Regions from separate parts of the Danio rerio genome. Here region 1 is linked to region 2. The links are chromatin contacts, called in public Hi-C maps. All regions are on one chromosome and are shown on one strand. Each heading gives the region's core, a stretch centred on a gene start, on an enhancer-like site or on the middle of the called end of the contact. The rest is flanking DNA. Distances are from core to core; before and after follow the strand shown. Region 1 holds the start of ddi2 (DNA-damage inducible protein 2). Region 2 overlaps pfkfb4b (6-phosphofructo-2-kinase/fructose-2,6-biphosphatase 4b).

Evidence for each region. A called contact is a pair of places that touch in the nucleus more often than the background predicts.
Region 1: a Hi-C map of embryo shows a contact between it and region 2, with 11 times the contacts expected there. The contact joins the promoter of ddi2 here to the enhancer-like site in region 2. A contact is called at or near these places in 3 of 18 Hi-C or Micro-C datasets (embryo and an unstated tissue) and 1 of 4 datasets of contacts at active chromatin or transcription factors (caudal fin).

What each region holds. Positions count from the first base shown.
Region 1 is chr6:43,107,140-43,113,194 of GRCz12tu, reverse strand. It overlaps ddi2 (DNA-damage inducible protein 2), which reads right to left and starts at 2,767. Exons shown (of 10, transcript NM_198375.2): 1 at 2,539-2,767; 2 at 1,956-2,085; 3 at 1,604-1,870; 4 at 1,383-1,509. The coding sequence starts at 2,676. It overlaps LOC101884206 (a long non-coding RNA gene), which reads right to left. Exons shown (of 11, transcript XR_012408093.1): 11 at 5,390-6,055.
Region 2 is chr6:42,561,565-42,567,807 of GRCz12tu, reverse strand. The region is part of intron 1 of pfkfb4b (6-phosphofructo-2-kinase/fructose-2,6-biphosphatase 4b); the gene reads left to right. Among named protein-coding and RNA genes, the nearest start is that of pfkfb4b, 20 kb to the left of the region's middle. Within about 2 kb of position 2,602, at least 59 of the 62 cell types and tissues checked have an H3K27ac peak or open chromatin away from gene starts, as enhancers often do. A contact at or near this core is called in caudal fin, where this site is marked.

The DNA of each region.
Region 1 (6,055 bases), core at 1,518-4,017, 550 kb before region 2:
TAAATGAATTAAATGAAATATTCATAAGAATAAAATATTGTGTTCTTTTGAAGTGTGTACTTGCATCATGATGATATTATTTTTTCACACTGGGTAACATAAAATAGTCTTAAAATAAAAATGATATAGTTTATCACAATATATTTTGGTGCAATAAATCATACGTCAAAAAATAGATATCATGACATCAATCATCATCATCATCATCATCAACCAATAAAGCAAATGCAGAAAAACACAGCATTTTATATATGTTTATTATTAAAGCTCAGAGATATAACTCTTTATCTCAGGAGCTTTCTTAAATAAGATGGTGAAATTAAACATTATCATGATTAAAAAGGTATATGAACACTGTGACGTTAAAATTATGTTCCGTTCAAAATGCTTGAAGGTTATGTAACCATCAGGAAAAACGCATCTCATTCCTCAAAGGATGCGTTCTCTGTTCTCTAGGCCCCTTTCACACATGCAGACCTTTCCGGAAAATTACCGGCAATTTTCCGGAAAGGTTGTATGTGTGAACAGGTCCTTTTTAAAAATACCGGTAAATTCGTTCTGGCTATTTTCCGGAAAGAGAAGTTTTAACATTACCGGTAATTTGCCGGAATGCTGCGCTGTGTGAACGCAGAAGGAAGATTGCCGGAAAGACCGTGTGCACATCTAGAACGTGCTGACGTAAGACGTCTGCTTTAGCCAATCAGAACGGTCAGACGCGCTTACGTCCGTGCGGTTTATGAGAATAAAAGCCTTTGAATATTTTCTCAGACGCATTTAGCTGCTAGAAGTTAGTCAAATAACGTTTATATGTTCTTTTTAATGCCAACTGTGTAAATAATCATCGATAAGATGCTTATGATAAGCCGTTGTTTGTTTACCTTCAAGTTTTGCGTGTGCCTGTGAAACAGCCTGTGAGCGCCAGCACACGCACATATTATGAACATCTGGACATGCAAAAGTGATTCTCCATATGTTTTCATCGAAGTTGTTCACAATACTGATCATCCACAGAGTTTGTAATGTAGTCAAATGTTTACAAATACAAGCGCAGCCATTTAAGGCTCATTTGTGGTGAATGATGTCAGAATTTACCGGTATTTTTGAAATGGATGTGTGAACGGTCTTTTCTGGAAAAATTCCGTAACGTCCTCGTCTATGTGAACAGCGCTTTTTTGAATATACCGGTAAAGTCGTTCCGGAAATTTTCCGGATATTTACCGGTATCACTGTGTGAAAGGGGCTGTAGTCTCCCAAAGTTTATTCTTCCGAGGTAACTTGGCGAGACTGCTCTCCACAAGAACTCAAGTCTGTTCTCTGCATTAATGGCATTGAGAAACAGCCAACGTTTTTCTGTGCATACGATCTCACCCCTTATTTGTTACCTGATTTCCTCCTCAATCTTGGCCTGAGCGTCCAAGTCAAAAGGATCTGCAGTCAGCAGTTTGATTCTCTCCTGATCTCTCCGTGCCCGGTCCTGCTGCTGCTCCATTAGCACCTTAGTGAAGCGCTCTAAAAAAAGGGTATCAAAATAATATCATCATATCATCAAGAAAATCGTCAGTAATCGGTACAGATGCATTTAATCCTCTTCATCTTCATTTACCAAGATCTCCACTCAGCAGAGCTTCAGCAAGTGGAGGGTTGCGCTCCTTCAGAAGCGACAGCTCATGTGGATTTGCCAATAACATGTCTCGTAGCAAGGCAGGGTTGTCCAATCCCTGAGGAGAAACGCCTGAACCTGGAGAAGTGGTGGCTTGGGGTGGTGGTGGCTGGGTTGTACTGGGACGCTGGGCTTGTTGCGGTCTGTTTCTGTTTTGGCCTGAGGACGTCCCAGGAACAGCAATGGAACTGAAGTCGATGCGAGGCAGGCCTAAGACATTAAAGTTCATTTTGATTATCGATGTGATAAGATAGTATTAAACTGTTGTACAACAGATCAAGCTATGCGGGTTCACCTGGAACTGTGGGCTGTGGTGGTGCTCGTAACCTCTCTGCTTGTCTTAACACCAGCACATCTCCATCTTTCAGGCCATAGTTCCCCAGGGCCCGGGTGGGGTCTTGTAAAGGCTGCTCTGCATATATGATCTGAATAGCACAAGTTGCATTTTATTTGTTGTTTCAAAGCACCTAAAATCACTTTTTAATTCTGAAAGCCAACATACAAATATCTTCATGCACTATTTAGCAGGCATACAAGTTTCCCTTTCGATTTTCAATCAACACCATCAGCTATCTCGACACACCCCAATCAATGAAGCTTCAGTTGTGTTTTGTTTTAACAACACACAATTCCACGTATTATAGTTTCCTGACAAGTTAACAAAAACAGCAACGTTTCCTTGGGATAACCTATTATTGTCAAATGTTTGTCGTTAAGGGCGCTACAGATTGATAATCTGTTCAGATTTGGGGTTTTCCTAAAGTGTTGACATGGGCTCAGTATGCTATTAATAGCGTGGACTGTGTCGACACTAATTTGTTTAGTCAGATCGCTTAGCATAGTAGCTAACTGTTGCAACACTTTTTGAAGACGTTCACCTGAATTTCCCCGGCTGGTATTCCTGATTCTAGTTCGCAAAGAGCCAAGAAATCCCTGAGTTCAAGCTCCGGGGACACGTCCAGGGCGAAAGTGGTTTCCGAGCGGTCTCTCGGTGCACAAAACACGGTGAGCAGCATTGCCCGGTTACTGCTTCTCTCTCGCTGTCAGAAACTGCCCCTGCTCTAGAGTTTTCTGTCGGAAATGTATCCAAGGCTGTCCTGTTGACACTCAGTGTAAAATGTGATAATGAAAAAAGTTAAGCGCATGGAGAAACAACTGAACGAACAACCTCAATTCACTAAATAATTCGTTCACTTCCTTTCCACTGGTCTCCAGCCACTGCCGCAAACTGTCGTAGATTACGTGTGTCGTAATTTAGTGAAACAGGAAGTCAGAACCACCCGTTGCTTTGATACGTCAACGTGGCTGCCATCTTAATCCGGTCATTATCGTGCCATAAACAGACGCAACTGATCGGAGATGCTCCTGTTTTAATATATATATAAAGTTCATAGTGTGAAAAAACTCCAGTTACCTAGAAGTAAGAAAGCTTAAACTTGTAATGTATATTTTATGGAATGTATTATCAATAAATGGATCTCCTTTACTAAAAATAGTGCTGGAGTCATTTTTTTTATTACAGTTTTATAAAAGTTAACAAAATAGTTTAGAAAAAGTAATTAATAGTACAAATTCTATACAATAATAAAATATTGTATAGTAAAATAATAAAATTAAACTAAAAATAAAATTAGACTAAAATAATAAATTAGGGGAGCGGAGGGCAAAAAGTAACACAGAGTTAAATGTAACACAAGTTTTTTAGTTTTTTATTTGAAAAAATCTGTAAAAGTATAAATGTAAAATCTATGTATAAAATGGATAATAATGCAAATAGATTCAAATGTGTTTATCCAATAAACAAATAAATAAACATGCTGTGTTAAGTAGAATAAAAAAGAAATGAGTCAATTACTGAGGAAATATAGCTAATATTTAAAGTAAACTGAATTTAAATTAATGGTGTGTAATCTGCCTTGTATGCATGTGTTAACTAACCCAACTTGCCCCGCAGGTGGGGTAAATAGTAACATTTATACAGCTGTCACTTTTGGCAATACTGCACAGAAACCATCGGCCTGGCATCATAATTCTTGTGCTTATTTGTTGGAGAGGCTTGTGTGTTATTGGTAAAAAAAAAAAAAAAAAAACATGGTTTGTCTAACTCCATTACTTTGTTTATTTGACCAAAATCAAAAAGTGTTACTTTGTGCCCCGCTCTCCCCTATATCTGAAAAGATTAAATAATATTAGCAAATAGAATATAAAGTAGTGTGTGCTCATTGGCGTAGGGGATGGGCATGCCCCGCATGATGGGGGGCCACGCAAGATAAGCCCCTTCTTAATTCTTGTGGGTGGGCTCACACATGTTGCACTACGCCACTGCGTGTGCCGTGTTACCGTGTATAATCATAGCTATAATTCGAGCATGAATACTAATACACCATTGCATACACCATTGGCTAAAAGGAACGCATAAATGGTCAGTCTAACATTTTTGGCTCTTTACATCAACACAATGGATTTGAAATGAAACAAACAAGATGTGCTTTAACTGCAGACTGTCAGCTTTAATTTGAGGGTATTTACATCCAAATCAGGTGAACTCTGTAGGAATTACAACAGTTTGTACGTGTTTGTGAATTGGGATGCAGCACACGTTTCAAACAGTCCAGACAGCTTACTTTGTTGAATGATTCAGTTGTTTGAACGAATCGTCTCACTCATTCGACTTTACCACCACCTACTGGAAGTTTTAGATTCTTATTTTGAGGATTATTTTTATTTTTAAAAATCAAATTTCATATTAAAATGCAATAAAGTACAATAAACTTTATTCTTTGAATATACGAATAGATCACACACATTAATTCAATTCTGAATAACCAATAACTTTTAAGGGGTTGTATATTTATTTATTTTTAATTTATTTTTCCCCAGGGCTGTAAGTATTACGTTTGATGAAATGATCCATTACTTTCAATTATGTGTTTTAGTGAAAGTCACTCAACCATTTCAAATCACTGAAAACATTTTTTTAAATTAAAAATATTCAATAAATTAAGGTCATTTAAAGATTTATTCTGTTGTGTGTGTGTGTGTGTGTGTGATATTTATTTCAGCTAGAAAAGAGTACAGAACAGTAGTTTGAATTGGTCCATCTGTAACCACATAGGCAGTAATTTGAAGAGTCTTCTGGTCATTCAGGTGATGTCTTCAGTCTGGGCGTCAGGCCAATCTTCTGCTGTTCAGAATCAGGTGGTTTGTCTTGGTTGGGCATCTCAGCGGAGGTGCATATATGTATGTATGTATGTATGCATGTATGTACAGTTGAAGTCAGACTTATTAGCTCTTGATTCTTTTTAAGGCACTTTTAAATTTTTAAACACCATTTTAAGGTCAAAATTATTAGCCCTTTTAAGCTATTTTTTTCTGATCTTCAGAACAAACCATCATTATACCATAACTTGCCTAATTAACCCAACCTGCCTAGTTAACCTAATTAACCTAGTTAATCCTTAAAATGTCACTTTAAGCTGTATAGAAGTGTCTTGAAAAATAGCTAGTCAAATATTATTTACTGTCATCATGGCAAAGATAAAATAAATCAGTGACTAGAAATAAGTTATTAAAACTATTATGTTTAGAAATTTGTTGAAAAAAAATCTGCTCTGTTTCAACAGATATTGGGAAAAAAAATAAACAGGCAGGCTAATAGTTCTGACTTCAACCGTGTGTGTGTGTGTGTGTGTGTGTGTGTGTGTGTTTAATTTTAAAAACAAAAATAAATTCAGCAACACCAAGAATTCATTTTTTTTTATTTAGGCTATTAAAAAGCTCAAGGAAACAAACTTTTCTATTGTTCCTAATATAAATTCACATGTGGAAACAGCTCTGAAAAACAAGTAATTCACAACTTCAGACCTGACAGTGAAGGTTTGCGAGTATGTCTACAGTATGCATCATCTTTTGTGATTCCCTGTGAGGATTTCTGTGCAGTTACACTGAGGAGATTGAAACCGAATGTTTACTGTGTATAAAAACTGCTTAGTTGGCAGAAAGGCACACTACATTGTTTGCATCTGTACATTATAGCAAAGTTATGTAAGAAGTTGTGAGGAAATGCTAACTAGCTAACAAAGTAGCTTTCAAGTACACAGTTCAAGATAACAACAATTTGATTTAATACACAGATAATATTTTACAAACCCCAAACATATTTGAACACATTTACACACTTATTTTAGATTCTTACTAAGGCTTAAAAAAATATCAGACTCTGCATCTAAACTAGACAGAGAATGGAGCACACTCAGAAGTAAACACATCAAACCCCTGGCTCCCTTAAAGGGGCAACACAGCCCGTGTATGTGCCTAAACCATTGTTTTCTGTCTTAAGATAACGCACTTCTCTACAAATAACCACATAAAACATCAGAGTAGACGGGACAGTAA
Region 2 (6,243 bases), core at 1,353-3,852:
GAACCTTACCCATGTCGGCCTGAAGTAGTGGTCTGGTTGACGCAAACTCCTCTCAGTCTACCAACCTGAGAACATAACAAATAATAGCACTCTGCTATTATATATGGGCTACTTAATACATTACCTAGAAATATATATATATATATATATATATATATATATATATATATATATATATATATATATATATATATATATATATATATATATATATATATATATATATTCAAAATCCTAAAACTGACAAGTCGACAATACTCTAAAAAGACGTGGAAAAGCTAATTTAATAATCTGAAACGATAGGACAGAGAAAAATACTAAAATCTAAAGTGACCTTCAGCAAAAATACGTCGAAACAACCAAACATAATAAGCTAAAATTTGACTTTTATAAGGATCTTCACATACCGCCTAATGTCCGCACTGGTCAGACACTCTGCAGCTGCAGCTCACACTGGCTGCTCAACGTCATCGACCGCTTTTCTAACACATTCTTTTTAGAACGCCACTGACTTTGATAACCACGGCAACGCCACCGCGCCGCCATATTCAATTACCTTAGAGGTGCAGTGACATAATGCCAACATGATAATAAAATCACTTTCCTATCATAACAAAGTTGAAAACACGTAAATAATAATTACAAAAAATATACATATTTAAATGAAAATGATTTGTATATTTATATATAATGATCTTGTATAAGTTATACAAGTTAAATGACCACAAAGATCTTCAAGTGGAAAATTATCAAAGTAGCAATTAGTAGCCAGCCTGCGCTTGTCCCATGTGTTTAAAGAGATTAATCCTCCTGACCTGCTGACTGGAGACTCTCACCCTTTTACCCCTTCTCTCTCCCTCCCTTCATCACCCATTTTTTGTCATAAAAATAAGAAATGTAGTGAGTTTTAAAGAGTGATAAAAATAAGTTGTGTTTATTTTAGAAATATCATGCACTTTCTTCAATAACATGCATTATGCACAATGATATTTTGTATGATTCCCTATTCACCCACAAGATGGCCCTCCTGTCCTGCTGTCATACTGAACCGTTATGGAGGATCTCCCTCTCAGATAAGATAAGCAGCAGGATATCCCTTGTATCTGCAGCATCTGCAAAACACACTCCCTAAAAATACACTAGCTGACACTTCACTACAGGCTTTAATTTAAGCTTGAAACTAGTTTTGTGGACAAATAGGTTACTAGCTTTAAACTGTTGAACGTTTTGATTTCTAAAAGTTCCAATTTCATTTTGTTGTTGCAGTATGTTTTGAGGATATCTGCTGTTTACTCTCATGAACATGCCTTTTCAGCCAGTTCTTGTGTTTTTTATTATATTTTTTATTGTTTACTGTACTTTGTTGTTTGTACTTTCTTGTAGGCGCTTTGGGTTTTAGAAAAGCGTGTTATAAATAAAATATATTATTATTATTATTATTATTATTATTATTATTATTATTATTATTAGTTCTTATAAGCTTTTCATCCCAGGCCCATAGCCAGCCTATTTTTCTTAAAAAGTGGAATTTTTTGCAGTTATTCACTTCATTTTCTGTTCATTTATGTGGTTCAAATACCACATTTTTGTAACATGTTAAGCGCTTATCTTTGCAGTGTTAGCTTGTCGGATGGTGATCATAACCACACTTTTTAAAAGCAACAAAAATATTTCCTACAAGTTTGTCAAAGTGCTTACCATACTATTTTACCACAAAGGGTTACAAAAAGTAAATTTTTATTAATAATGTAATGATAATTACATTCAGAAATTAGAATTTTACATTAAAAATGTAGAATAAAGTATGTAAAATACTTATTTTTAAAATCCAAATTTATTATCCATTATTAACAAAAATTAAAACTATTAAAAATTACTAAAAACATAAATAACATACTGACCAGCTCATTTCAATAGTCAGAATTTGTAAATTTGAATAATTAAACATTAATTAGTCCTAAAGCCTTCTTCTATCAGTTATTTTCACAATTTATGATGGTATACTATGAAAAAAGGGACAAATTAGTTTATTTAGGAGATAAATTCTGGACTTTGTCATTGGGTGGTGGGGGGTGGGGGTCTTTCGAATTACCCGAACCCCCCTGGCTATGGGCCTGCATGTTACAGGCAATCATTATGACTAAACATATACAGATAGGAAGCTAAAATACTATAATATCAGTTGTAAATATTGTACAACCTTATTAAAATAAACCTGCATAGATATAAAGACGTCTCAAATTAAAATGAGCAATTCACTTGTATAATTTGAATTTATACGTCAGTGCTCAATGGTAAAAGCATATTGGTCTGAGAGAAACCTAATTCAATTCTCCGTATGTTGCAGAATTGACAATAATACTGACTTTGACTTATTATTATTGATATTACTGTTATTATTATTATTCTATGGAAGTTATTCAGTCATTACAGCATTTCTCATTCCTGGACCAGTGCTCTCTATATGTGCTTACAGTGCAGACTCCTTCAGTAATGGGTTTAGCGGTGAAAAAGAACAGAACGTTCAAGTCATTCACCTCGCTGTGCCCCTCAGCGCACGCCTCCTCGTGCACGCTCTCCGCCTTTCTATTGGTCGCTTCCTCGCAGTCGAGGGGCTTTGATTGGACAATAACACATCAACATTCACTACCCATGTGCGCTTCATGTGAACAGGAGATCTGTTTTTCTCAAACTTCTACGAAAAACTAGGAACTTCTTGTTTGCCCCTTCCTTATTTCTTTTTTATCAGACCACATCATTGAGTTGTTTTACGGTACACTAACACACAACAAATGCATTGCAGCATTATGTGCAATGTAAGTTGTGCAATTTGTGCGCCCATTCACCCAGTTTCAATATGATGAGAAATACTTGCTGAGAGCCCTTACATGTTTATATGAAATGAAACGTGAATTACTCTGTATTGTACACATGATTATCATTAGTAAAAGCCATTAACCACCTGAAATAGTCATGTTTTGGTCTAAAAAAAAAAACGTTGAGTAGCATATTCAGGTTAAAATAGTCCGCTGTTTGGTCATAAACTAGTAGCCGGTGGCATAAATGATTATTCTAGTTACCTTTTTTCATTAAGTGTGATATTACTTATAAAACTCGGCTACATTGAGTAATTTCATTGCAAACATAAATCTGCTCAGACGATTTCTTAATTCACTATGTTACCACAGTGTCTGTATTTATGCAACTGCTATTTAATCGATGCTTCATCCTGAAACCACCGAGTTGTTTTGGTAGGGAGGTGTTTTGGCGTTTTTTAGTGCGCGTTTGTTGCTGGCGTTACGGTACAGTCGGTCATTGATATCGCTCAGCCGATATGACATACATCCCGAGCATCCGGGATACGAAACGAGAGACGCCACTCGCGGCTTGGAGTAGGGGTCCTCAGCACGGAGGATGGCAAGGCGGATAGACTCCATGGCGGTTGGCAACAACTGGAATGTGAGTGGACAGGAGAATGCAGACGGAAGTGACGAATCAGGAAATGAAGTAGGAGATATGGAAGTAGTTTGCGGGAACTATGAAAAATGGGACATGGTTAAAAACAACAAACGGAAAAAGAAACGAAGAAATAAATCTGATGAAAGTGATTCGGATAGATGCTCAGCCCTAGAGGAAACGGTGACAGTGGAATACAAGGTATTTGCTAAACCTGTGCAAGAAGGGGACACATTTGGAGGTATGAATCCGATACAACTAACCAAAACACTGCATAAGGAAATAGGTATAATAAAGAGTGCAAAAATCTTGAGAAACGGATCGATACTGATTTTCTGTAAAGATGAAAAACAGCAAGCTAAAGCAATTAAGGTGAATAAAATCAATGGAAAAAAAGTAGAATGTTCCAAGACAAACGGGAAAAGATATGTTAAAGGCGTTGTGACAGGAATTCCTGTCAATGTTTCGGCAGATGAAGTGAAAGCAAGCATAACAAATGCAAATGTGGTCGAAGCTAAACGCTTAAGAACAAACAGAAATGGAAGTGCTTGTGATAGTCTTTCTGTTATGGTCACATTTGATGAGGAGACACTCCCGAAAAAGATATTAATCGGGTATATGTGCTATGATGTAAGACTGTACATTCCCCCGCCCCTTCGGTGTTATAAATGTCAGAGATTTGGACATATAGCAGCTTTTTGCAAGGGAAAGCAAAGGTGTGGTAAATGTAGTGGGGAACACGAATATGGAAAATGTGAAGAGGGTGCAAAGTTGAAATGTTGCAACTGTGGAGGGGATCATAGCTCAGCGTATCGAGGGTGTGAGGTTAGCAAAAGGCAGGCAGAAGTACAAAGAGTAAAAGCTGTTCAAGGAATCAGCTATGCGGAAGCATTAAAAAAGGTTCCAGAAATTATGACTGTGTCTAAACAAAATGAAAACAGGAACAAAAATACAGAGACATGTCAAAAATGTGAACAACTGAAAGCGGAAACTCTGATAGTGAGCAAAAATGATTTTGTAATATTCATGGCAGAGATAATAAATTGTTCCGCTCAAACGAAAAGTAGGAATGAAAGAATCAAAATAATAATCAAATCAGCAGAAAAATACCTGGATGTGAAGGATCTGCTCTGGGAAACGGTTAGGGACATCTTAAATGAAGATACACAATCATCCCAGCCTGGGGGAGGAACGTCTTAAATGTTAAACGTTCTACAATGGAATGCAAGAAGCTTAATTGCGAATGGCCAAGAATTTAAAAAATATATTGATAATATTATAGAGAAACCTAATATAATATGCATACAAGAAACATGGTTAAAACCTCAATTAGATTTTAATATTAAGGGATATAATATAGTTAGAAATGATAGGAATCATAGCAGAGGAGGAGGAATTGCAACATTTATAAAAAGCGGAATGAAGTTTAGGATAGAACAAATAAATACAAAGTATGAATCAATTTTAATCAAGGTATGGACGGATAGGGGATGTATAGACATTATTAATTATTATAATCCCTGTGATAAATTAAATCAAAACATATTAGAAGAAGTAATGGGTGTACGACAAGACAGTGTTTTATGGTGTGGGGATTTTAATTCACATAATTCATTATGGGGGAGTAATAGTAATGATGCAAATGGGATTCTTCTTGAAGAATTTATAGATGAAAAATATTTAGTTTGTCTAAATAATGGTGAAGGCACACGGTATAATTGTTTTAAAAATACAGAAAGCGTACTAGACTTAACATTTATTAGTAGTTCATTAGCAGCGGTTAGCACATGGAAAGTACTCAAGCACAATACAATAGGTAGTGACCATTACCCAGTAGTAACTAAAATTGGATTAAAGATAATGTATGAAAAAGAAGATAGAATTCCAAGATGGAAATTGGAGAAAGTAAATTGGAAAGAATTTCAAGAATTATGTGATAAGAGAGTTATGACAATACAAATAATAAACCAGAGAGATGTAAACATTTTAGATAATAAAATTGTTAATGAAATAATTCAAGCAGCCGAAGAAATAATACCTAAAAGTAAAGGAGTTGGTTGTACTAAAAATGTACCTTGGTGGAATAATGATTGTAAAGCAGCTATTAAAGCGAGAAATAAAGCATTTAGACATCTTAAAAAACACCATTCACTGGAAGCTATGATCATGTATAAAAAGGCTCAGACAATATTAAGAAAAACTATTAAAACACAAAAGCGTATATTCTGGAGAGAATATTGCAATAGTCTTGGACGAGAGGTACAATTATCAGAGGTGTGGGGTATGATTAGAAGAATGGCAGGTGTTAGACGAAATTATGAATTACCAGTGTTACAGTATGGCGATATAGTAGCGATCAGCAACCTAGAAAAGGCGGAACTATTAGTCCAACATTTTAGAAATGTACATAGTTCAGATAATCTCTCTGAAGAGGCTAGGAAATGCAGAAATACTACATTAACTAAACATCCTGATCTTTTAAAGAAAGTAAAAACAACCGAAAATCCTTTAGATTTACAGTTTAATATGTTTGAATTAAAACGAGCAATCATTAGCGCAAGACAAACTGCCCCAGGTAAGGATGAAATATGCTATAAAATGTTGTCACACATGTCAGAGGCATCACTAGAAATAGTACTAAATTTATTTAATCAAATTTGGGATATGGGTCAATTACCTATAGCATGGAAACAATCTATAGTAGTACCTATACTTAAACCAGGGAAAAATCCATCAGATCCTTCTAGCTATAGACCCATTTCACTGACATCCCACTTATGCAAAATA